Linked DNA regions of Ovis aries: regions 2 and 3 are each linked to region 1. A link is a contact called in public Hi-C data. All regions are on one chromosome and are shown on one strand. Each heading gives the region's core, a stretch centred on a gene start, on an enhancer-like site or on the middle of the called end of the contact. The rest is flanking DNA. Distances are from core to core; before and after follow the strand shown.

Region 1 (3,449 bases), core at 696-3,195:
GTCCCACTAAGTACCAAAACTATGTTTATGCATTTGAAGCAATAAAACAAGGAGACAGGGTGGAGATGCCTTCTGCAGGTGCCACACAGGTTGAGAGGCATTTCCTGACAAAGGAGTAGCTATGGTTGCAACACCTGGGGTAATGACATATGCAAATGAATACTGGGAAAGTATTCCTGGGATTCACCTCCATTAAGTATTATACTTTGAGGCATCATTATAGGTTATGAAACATTATAGGTTAGAAACTAAGTTTCTAATGAGAAAGAAGTGAAAAGCAGTTCAGTGAAACACTGTTGTATTTGAACAGATGAACAGGAGTGGTGGTTGGAGAAAGAAAAGGACATTATGATGGATCCAGGTTTTGGAAAGTTGAGGTCTTGTGAACTGCTATACCAGTGGAGTGGGGAAAAATACCCTTTTCCCACTATATACTTCAAGTAAGCGCTGACTCTAATAATGTTGTAAATAACTGGCTTCCTCACATGTAGAAGGAGTCACGTTAAAACGATTACAATTGTATGAAAGTTCTCTCTCTCTCTCCTTTTTTTGTCATGGTCAAGTAGAAGACCACTGGTAGATAAGGGTCAGTAGGATCAGACTTCACACAAACTCGGAATTTTACGACCAACATCATCAGCAAAGCTGTTCAGTATATAAGCAAAGCAGTTCAGTCCAGGTCTTCAGGAGCCTACTTTATCCACAAGGAATCTGGCTAATTGATACATGTGTTCAAAGCTGCAGAGACGAAATGGGTGGTGTTTCCCAAGCGTCTTGCTCCAGAGCTGAAGAGAACCCAGAGACTAGCTAGAATAGAAAACCTTCCTATGATACAGGTCTGTCAGGCGCTTGAAATCACTGCCAAGTTATTTCATTTCAATCACTGTTCCTTTGTTACTAAATAAACAAGGAGGAAAGACTGTGTATATAAAGTGCCTACAATAAAGAGGTTATTTAGGGGAAACGTACTAAAATACAGTACTTGTGTCTTCCCAACCAGCCCCAGGCCGTCCAGCCTCAGCCTGAGTTCTACCCTAGAGAATGCTGTAGCGCATGTTCCTTTTGGAAAGCGACGGTGGGAGAAGGGTATCAAAGCTAATCTTTAACTGAGACTTTACTATGTGAAAAACTCTTCTGCGCTTCTTAGTGGTAACACATTTAATGGTCAAAAAATCCTACGAGGTGGGTCCAAATTTAACCCTATTTCTCAGATGAAGAAATTGAGCTAGAGATGAATTACTTCCTTAAGGTCACACCGTCACTCAGCGACGGGGGCCACAGCGAAAGCAGGCATTCCGGAGAGGAGCACAACGGAGGACACAAGAAGAGGGAGGGAAAAGGGGAGACGGGGAGGCGGGAGGGGGACACACAGGGGAGAAATAACCAGGACTGTCTTGCACTGATTGATATGCATATTTTCATCACTTTAGCTGCTGGCGTCACCGCCAGGAACGGAAAAGACTTCTACCTCTGTAAGGTTCAGTCTCGATAACAAGAAAACCATCGCACAGGAGACGCGTGGACGCTCCCTTTCTCACCCGCAGGTTCCCCGGCGTCGCAGGGCCGCCTTCAGCGGCGAACTACAACCCCCACTATGCACCGCGCGGGGGCCAGGGGCCCATGCGGGGGGCGCACGCGAGGGTGTTCCACAGGCGCCTTGAGAAAAAGAAAAAAAGTATACATCTTCCGTCGCTCTCCAGCCTTCACACTGTTCTCACTCTCAGAGGGATGCGGTCGTCTTTTTTATGAACAGCTAATACGGAAAAGCGTGTAAGGTCGCTTCTGTTTTCAGGCACAACAGAGGGCAGCTGCGACAACAGCGCCCGGGCGCGAGGTCCTCGGCCACGCGCGGGGCAGAGCCAGCGGAGGCGGGGCGGGGACGCGGCCGGAAGTGTGTTCAGGCGGAGAGAGAAACCTGAGTGGTTGCTGGTGCGCGCTTCCGGCTAGTGCGCTGACGTCGGCCGGCTGTACAGGGCGCCGCTGAGGGCTCTTCGGCCGCCGCCGCGCGTACCCTGCTCGCCCTGAGGCTCTTAGTCTCCTCTCTTCTTGCCGTAGGCCGTGACGACATGAGCAGCAAAGAAGGTGGCATCCTCAAAAGCTTTGGGCGTGATTTATTTATTTAATCCAGCCTTTTTGTCGCATTTTCCACTTCCCACCCTTGAAAGATGCTTTCTCCCCGCGCAGACTCGGGGGGCGGCGGCCCTGGTGATTTCCCCGGCCACATTGGCCGTATTTAGCTCTTTTCCTTAATCCTCGAGGCAGTTTTATCTTAGTTCGGTAATTGCCCCACCTTGTTCCAGGTCAGGGAACCCACTGTGGGAGGTTTGGATGAGCTTAAGGTTTGGGAGGTGGTGGGGGAAGGTAGTGCTGCTTTTTGTCGGTTTGCTGAGAAAGTCTCTGCGATGACGGCCCAGGGGAGGTCTGGTTTTAAGGAAGAAAGGGGTTTACCTCTGTTATGTGTTGTCAAGTCCTGGCGATGGAGAGCCCTGTCCAACCTTTTTTTCCTTCTCTATGTAAGGATCAGGAGGGTTCAGGAAAAGGAAGCATGACAATTTCCCACATAACCAGAGAAGAGAAGGGAAGGATGTTAATTCATCTTCACCTGTGATGTTGGCCTTCAAATGTAAGTTCTATGTCATGAACACTGGTGAAGGGAAGGAACGAAAGAGGTTGTAAAAAGGATCACTTAACTATGTTATGCTTCAGTCTCAGTATTTTCCTGGAGGCTTTCCAGTGGTGCTCGGTCTGTCATGAAAATTGAGATTACAAAAGTCTTGACTTTATTTCCCCCTTTTAAGTTTCACAGGTAAACATTAATTAACATCAGACCTGCCACATAACTGGAAATTACCGTGCACCTGATACACAAGCATACATATCAGCTATATATGTACGGATAATTTTAAACGTGTATTGGTTTTGTTTTCTCCGCTAGGCTTTTGGAGACTTATTTATTTATTTTTTTTTTAAGATTTTTTTTGATGTGGAACATTTTAAAAGTTTTTGTTGAATTTGTTATAATAACTGCTTCTATTTTATGTTTTGATTTTTTGACAATGAGGCATGTGGGATCCCCGACCAGGCATCGACCTCACACCCTCTTCATTGAATGGTGAAGTCTCAACCACTGAACCAGCAGGGAAATGCTGTATTTTTGTTTTCACTATATCTTTTTGCAGAGAGTGGGTACTCAAGTGCATGTAAATTATATGGGTATATTTAGTCCCAGATTCTCTTTTCTCAGTATATTAACTTGGGAAAATTCCTCTTTGCAAAACAAAGTATAAAACAAAATTCATGTAACTCTTGTCTTCTGTCCAGCATCCTATTTTTTTTGTACACTATGTGTGGGAGGCAAGATCTTAGTTCCCCTACCTGGGATTGAATCCATGTTCCTCTGCAGTGAAATTGCAGAGACCTAGCCACTGGACCAGCACAGAATTCCCCCA
Region 2 (3,449 bases), core at 289-2,788, 230 kb before region 1:
TGTTTCTCAAAAACAGCTCACAAGCCTTCGTGCACTGGCCAAGCCGGATTAGTTGAGAAACTGCCCTGCGGGTCGCCTTGGGGCCACCTCTCAGGGACCGACCCGGGGAGAGTTCAAAAACTAGTACCTCGGTGAGCTGGCGGACACGCTCATCCACTCTCGCCCTTAGTTCTTTTACAGGAGGTGGGCTGGGCTTGTCTTCTAGGTAATGGTTCAATTTATCCAGGAGGTCAACGGCACCTTCAAAGTCCCTCTGGGCAATACAGACATCCAGGTCTTCAGGCAATTCTTGGATCCATTCCATTGAGAGGTCCACCTTCTCTTCTTCTATCTCGGGAACAGCTGGTTCGTCGTCGTCTTCGTCCTCAAACGGGTTACTGGCCTTGGGGGTCACCTGGGGTGGCCCTCGAGGGGCCGCTGCCTCCTCCTGTTCCCTGCGTCTTTTTTCACTGAGGGCCCTCTTGGTTTCCTCCAGCACTTCCAGCCACTCCCGTTTGATTTTTGCATTTTCTGCCTGAAAAATACGGCTCTCGGGAAACATTAACAGCTTGAACATGTCCTTCATGGGTGGGTTGTCCTTGACATTGACCACAGCCAAACCATCCAGGGGATAGAGGGCGTTGTAGCGATACATTCCCCGCCGCTGTGGCAGCCAGGTGGCCACCAGCAAACAATCGTTCATGAGAAAGCCGTGCACCCGCTGGAGCTGGGCCATGTGATCCGCTTCGTATTCCACCAGGTCACCATTGTACACTAGGTACTGTCCCGGCGTCTCCAGCAGGTGCCTGCAGCCTTCCACTTTCTCAAGCAGGGTGGTGAGGGTTCGCTGCTTTCCTTCCTCGCCTGGCCCAGAACCGTCCCGGGAGGCGCCCCCGGGGCTGGGGAAAAAGCCGGTCTGGCCCCGGAGCTGGTCGCGGCCTCCCGCGCCACCTCCTCCCTCCTCCCCTCCAGAGGCGGCGGCGGCGCCCGCGGCAGCGGCAGCCGGCAGCAGGGTAAGCGGGACGCTCTCCAAGCTGCTCTTCTGCTCCGTCAGCAGGTGGCTGAGCTGATACATCTCGCTCTCCAGGTAGGAGATCTCACGGGCCGTCTCTATGAACTGCCGGTAGTTCTGGTAGACGTTGCGCTTCAGGTTCTGCGCCGTCTCCTCCGCCAGCGCCTGGATGCGCTGCCGGTGCTCCTGCAAGTCCCGGTCCCCGTCCGACTGCTGTGAGAGCTGCTTCACGTACAGCCGCGCCTCGAAGCCGCCCGACTCGAGCTGCCGCCTCAGGCGGCTCGCCCCACTGTCTGACATCGCCATCGCCATTGCCGCCCGGGCTCACGCAGCCCCTGTCACTACCGCCGTGGCCGGCGCCGCCGCTGTGGAGGCCCACCCAGCCGGGACAAACTCCAGGGCTAAGGAAGGGACGGAAGAGAGACGAATACGCCTGCGCCCGGGTCTGAACTTCAGTCACTGCGCCTGCGCAAGGGGCCGAGTGCCGACGATGCGCCTGCGCAGGAACTTCAGGGGCCTCGGGCGCCGACGCTGGAGAAGCTATTCCGGAAGTGAGTGGAGGGCGGGGCAGAGCGATGTAGGTACTAAGAGGTGCTACGCATGGGCGGAGTGTGTCGTTGGTGTTTGACGTTACTCGCGACCCGTGAAGACGGTAACCAGGTATCTGAAACCTTCACCCTAGTTTTGAGCCCACTAGGTGGTGTCACGCTTAGTTCTTTTTTTTAAGGCCCAGAATGTTGACTTCGGCGTTTGGGACAAGCTAAGCTCTCGTTCTCGAGCCCGTTTTCCCTGAGTCTCGCGAGATCGGCGAACTGACCAGAAAGCCGGTATCTCCTAGGCGCGCGACCGGGCCCTCAGACCCCCCGGGACGTGGAGTCACCCGCTCTGGACCTCGGCAGCTATGGATGAGGACCTGGTTTTGGCACTACAGCTTCAGGAGGAGTGGAACTTGCAGGTCTCGGAGCGCGAACCGGCCCAGGAGCCCCTGTCGCTGGTGGACGCGTCCTGGGAGTTGGTGGACCCCACCCCTGACTTACAGGCCCTGTTTGTTCTGTTCAACGACCGTTTCTTCTGGGGCCAACTGGAGGCGGTCGAGGTGAAGTGGAGCGTGCGGATGACGCTGTGAGTCCCGAGCCCTACTGGGGACGGGGCCACCGGCGGCCCTTCTGTCTCCCCTCGCGGTTTTGGCGGCGTTAGCACGGGCTCTGGATTTGGGGCAGGCGGCCCCACAGGGATTATCTTCCTTCCAGCCCCTTCCCTTCTCACTTTAAACGACTTTAAGAAAGCCCCGTGGCCCATCCCGCGACGGTTTGACTTGTAAGGGGCGCAGTGAGAGAAAAGTGTGTTTCTTTGAATCTCACTTCACTAGAAAGGGCTTCCTTGGTGGCTCAGACGTTAAAGAATCCGCCTAAGTCCTGGGAGCCCTGTTTGATCCCTAGGTCGGGAAGATCCCATGCAGGAGGGCATGGCAATCCATTCCAGTATTCTTGCCTGGAGAATCCCATGGACAGAGGAGCCTGGCGGGCTGCATACAGTCCGTGGGGTCTCAGAGTCGGACACAACTGAGCGACTAAGCACACAGCACAGTCCAAAGCCCTTAACAGTTACTAAAAAGCGAGTTAACGCTTTTCTGATTTGTCTTATGAGTGTGCTTTAGGACCCAGATGAGAGAAACAGCCAGAATCTGCCCCAAGAGAGAGTGCCAGGGACACACTGTGTGGTGTACTTAGCAGTGAGCTCGGGAGTCTTGAGTAGGGAAGGGGCTTATGTTCCCATATTTCTGGATCCAGGGGATCTAAAGGGATGCCTATAAAAGGATCCTTTTCTGACACTCCAGGTTTGAGAAATTCTGATTTGAGATAATGTACCCCGGTATATGAACGGAGTTAACAAGTAAGTCTAAGAAGTCGTTGTGTACCACTGTACTTGTTTTTGAATTGCTACAAAGCATCTAAAATAAGAGAGAAGATATGATACAAAGTTGTGTGTTTAAAGTATCGATCTCTTTCATATAGGATTCCATTATAATTTGGGGCATATGCTAATGGAGATCTGGCCGTTAGCACTACAACTGATTGAGCATAGCTTGTAGGGAGGAGACAGGAAGCAGCAAAATAGGATTATCTTCTTCAAGCTGTTATAGCCTGGTAAGGGAAGCCACTACTTGGATGAAATACAAATATCTCCCAACAAAGTGGGTATACTCTCAAGAAAGCCATTCTTCATAGAGTTCTCTCAGTCTGAACTGTCCAAGAACAGTGAAGGATTTTGCTCTTTCATTTCTATTTTCCTTTTGTGTATATTTGGTGATTAACAATTTTTGTGGTGGTTGTTTTCCAGGTGTGCTGGGATATGCAGCTATGAAGGGAGGGGTGGAATGTGTTCCATCCGTCTCAGTGAACCCCTTTTAAAGCTGAGACCAAGAAAAGATCTTGTGGAGGTATTCTTTGCATAAATC
Region 3 (3,449 bases), core at 503-3,002, 160 kb before region 1:
TCCTAAATGCAAGGAGTCTTTGGCCTACATGCTTATTTTTAAATGTACCTTTTTGTGGTCAGCTGGCAGATTCTTAACTAAACACACAACCCTGGACTGGGTAAGCCAGAGTCTGATGAGTGGTTCAAAGAGCATGGGGTCTTGAAGAGCCGATGCAAACACCAGCCTGAGGCAGAACCCAGCACTTGCTCTGGGTTGCACTCCGATAATCCCCATCGCGCGGCTACAACTCCTGCGACGTTTGAAGCGACTAAAACAGTGTAATGGACGAGACAAAACAGCAGCGTTCAAGGGGAGCCTAAATTTAGCCAGAAGACCAGACAATTAGACAAAGTGCGTGAACCGGTAGTAGGTGGATGATATCCGTTTTCTCCACGGGTTGCTGCACAAGAAGGAAATCCCTTTTACACACACAAACCGCGTTCCTCGCCCCGCGCCCACCCATAGCACACACTTACTTTCGTCCGGCCATTGATTTTGTAGTTGCCCAGCTTCCCGTTACAGTGACGGATCAGGTCGTCCATGTTGTTCATAAGCAGCCCGATGGTTTCGCAGCCGGGCTCCTTGCCCTCGATCCAGGTGATCTTATCGCCTCGGATGTCCTTGGACGAGTCGCTCTTCTGGCTGACCAGCTGCCCGTCCGTGAACTTGCCGGTGTCGTGCAGGGCGCGCACCTCGTCGCCGATCTGCTGCCCGGTCTCCTTGCCCAGGAAGTCGTCCACCACGCAGATGCCGTGCTTGTTCATGCAGGGCACGATGTACTCCAGCGCCAGCTTCAGTGCCGGCAGCGGCTTGGTCTGCCCGTTGGGCCGCAGGCCGCCGCCGTGGCTCAGCCCCTCGCCCGGCGCGTTACTTGGCGGGTACAGGTTCGCCTTCTCATCGTACAGCAACCGGCCGGCCAGCGGCTCCTCCTTCGCGGGCTCCGCCTCGGCGGCCGCCGCTACCCTACCCTGACCACCCGGGGCCGCGCGGGGCGGGGACGCGGCGGCCGCGGGCTCGGCCGTGGGCTTGGCCTTCGCCTTCGCCTTGGCCGCGTCTCCGGAGGCCCGCGGGCCCGCGGCCTCGACGGCTCGATCCCGGCGCGGCGCCGCCTTCCTGGCCTCCCCGGCTCCGGCGGCCCGGGGCGGCGGCGCGGGGCCCGGCTGCTGCTGTTGGCCCGTTCCGGGGGCAGGAACGGTCTCGCCGACCTGGCACACAAGCTTGTGCTTCTTCCAGTCCTGGCGCTGGTGCTCCTTGCTGCAGTAGAAGGAGCTGCGGCAGCGGCTACAGCGCAGCAGGTTCTCCATCTTCCCGCACAGCTCGCAGTACTGCCGGTCTCGCTCGCTCGGGCTCGGCCCGCCGGGCCCGCCGCTGTCATTGGCCATGGCGGCGACGGCGGCGGCAGTGGAGGCGGCGGCCGAGCAGGAGGGGTGGCGGCCGGACGGCCTAGCCTGGGGCCGGGGAGCGGGCGGAGCGGCAGGGGCCGTCACTGCGCCCTGCGCCCGCCGCCCCTCGCCGCAGGAGACCGGCGCCCCGCGCCCTCGGCCCGGCCGCTTCCTCGTCCTTCGGTCGCGCGGCGCAGCGCCGGCCGCCGCCTCAGCGCCTCATCGCCGCCGCGGGCTGAGGGAGCGCGGCCTGCGCGGCGGACGGCGACCACCGCTCGGGCACGCGGGCCCGGCGCGCGAGACCCGCCGCCGCCTCAGCGTTCCGGGCGGCCGGGCCCGGCCCGCGGAGCAGCGCAGGGCGTGCGGGCGCCACTCGCTCGGCGCGCTCTGCACGTACACCACGGCCCCGCGCCGACCCGGGCGGGCGGGGGGCGGGGCAGGGCGAGGGGAGGGCCGAAGGGGCCGCCGCCGCGCGTTCGCGCCTGGGCCCGGGCGGCGCCGGGCCCGCCTCCGCGCTCCCGCACTCGGCCAGCCGGGCCTCAGAGCCGCCTCCGGCGCCCCCCACCGGCCCCGCCGACCCCGCCCCAAGCGGGCTGGGGACGCGGAGCGGCAGGCCCGCGAGCGGCGGAAGGGTGGGGGCCGCGCCGCCGCCGCAGGGCCCGCGCCCCGCGCGGTGCCTACACCTGCTGGGCAGAGCGCGGCCGCGGAGTCGCCGCGGAGCTGGGCGGCCTTAACATGGCTGCTGTTTGTGTGGGACCAACTGGGTGTGTTCCAGGCGCGCTCCAGACTAGGTTGCAAGGTGGCTGTTGCCATCGTCGTGTTGGGTCGGAGGAAACGGAAATTCAGAGAAGTAAAGAAACTTGCCCAAGGTCACGCAGAACAGAAACTGAATCCAGGAATCAGATTCTGTAAGATTCCAAGGCTCCTTTTTCCTTGGTGTATTGTAAACAAGGTGTAAAACAAGGTGTATTTCAAGCAGGCCTGGAATGGTTAAAAGCAAAAATGTGTGGTGTCAACCTGTGTGGTGTCAACCCAAGCCCCTGTGCCCATTTTGAGCCAAATTTAAAGGTACTGAAGTGTGATTTTTTTTTTTAACCATTTTTAAGCCCTGTGAAATCTTGCCGAGTTTAAAACCGCATGAAAAAATGTTTGGCTACCTAGTTAATTATAATCAATGCTCACTTCAGTGTCCACATTCAGGCACTTAAGCTCAAACTGCGGCAACGACTCCAGAAACGTGGGTGGGGGCGGCGGCAGGAGGGGTGGCAAATAAGCGTTGCTACATTTACGACTTCTTAAAAATATCTGTTATTAAAATATGTGCTATGCTGATGAATACAATTCTTTCTTTTCTAGAACATAAAAACCTTACCAGAAATAAGCCAAGGGTGTTTCTTTCTGCCTGCCATTTATTTTTAGAAGAAAAAGTGCTGTGATTTAGATTTTTATAGTCTTTTCTGAGCACATGCTAACGTGGGAAATGCTGTTAGACTTGTGTATCACTGGAATAGACTGCAGGTAACTTCAGCAGTCCTTGAGATTAACAACACGAGAGCTGAAATGTGTGAGGTTAAAAGCAGAAGACCATAAGGAATTATAATTCACTTTACAGAATAGTTTTAGAAAAACTGGTTTGAATCCAAAAACTCTGGATCAACTACACAGAACTTAAAACTGTCATTAAATTCTGCCATGTAAGTAAATAGTATATTGGGGATCCAATCTGGTGAAAGAGGACAGTAATTCCAATTAGCTTGATGTTTGGAATACTCAAATAAGTATTTTGTCCACAGCTTCAAATTCCAAACCAAACTAAAAATCCAACTCTGTAAAAAATCAAGACTTGGATCTATCTCAGATGTATATCCAACTTTCCCCAGAGATTTTCGTTGTTTCATATATTACTAATTAGACTGTTTAACAGTATATTGGGCTTTCCTAGTGGCTCAGGTGGTACCCAGGTTCCATCCCTGGGTCAGGAGGAGCCCCTGGAGAAGGGAATGGCTACCCACTCTGTGTTCTTGCCTGGAGAATTCCATGTACAGAGGAACCTGCCAGTGTACCAGGAGCATGCTGACTGTCAGA

Evidence for each region. Hi-C and Micro-C count contacts between places; a contact is called where the count stands out from the background.
Region 2: a Hi-C map of muscle shows a contact between it and region 1, with 2.4 times the contacts expected there. The contact joins the promoter of SPRTN here to the promoter of TSNAX in region 1. A contact is called at or near these places in 4 of 16 Hi-C or Micro-C datasets (blood, muscle, skin fibroblasts and 1 more).
Region 3: a Hi-C map of muscle shows a contact between it and region 1, with 5 times the contacts expected there. The contact joins the promoter of EGLN1 here to the promoter of TSNAX in region 1. A contact is called at or near these places in 5 of 16 Hi-C or Micro-C datasets (blood, hypothalamus, liver and 2 more).

The regions. Positions count from the first base shown.
Region 1 is chr25:3,700,408-3,703,856 of ARS-UI_Ramb_v3.0, forward strand. TSNAX (translin associated factor X) reads left to right here and starts at 1,946. Exons shown (of 5, transcript XM_042241164.1): 1 at 1,946-2,082; 2 at 2,519-2,623. The coding sequence starts at 2,067. It overlaps LOC132658665 (a long non-coding RNA gene), which reads right to left and starts at 1,574. Exons shown (of 2, transcript XR_009598590.1): 1 at 1,469-1,574.
Region 2 is chr25:3,468,111-3,471,559 of ARS-UI_Ramb_v3.0, forward strand. SPRTN (SprT-like N-terminal domain) reads left to right here and starts at 1,539. Exons shown (of 6, transcript XM_042241159.2): 1 at 1,539-1,651; 2 at 1,830-2,113; 3 at 3,332-3,431. The coding sequence starts at 1,592. It overlaps EXOC8 (exocyst complex component 8), which reads right to left and starts at 1,451. Exons shown (of 1, transcript XM_012105596.4): 1 at 1-1,451. The coding sequence starts at 1,303.
Region 3 is chr25:3,539,826-3,543,274 of ARS-UI_Ramb_v3.0, forward strand. EGLN1 (egl-9 family hypoxia inducible factor 1) reads right to left here and starts at 1,753. Exons shown (of 5, transcript XM_027962458.2): 1 at 459-1,753. The coding sequence starts at 1,364.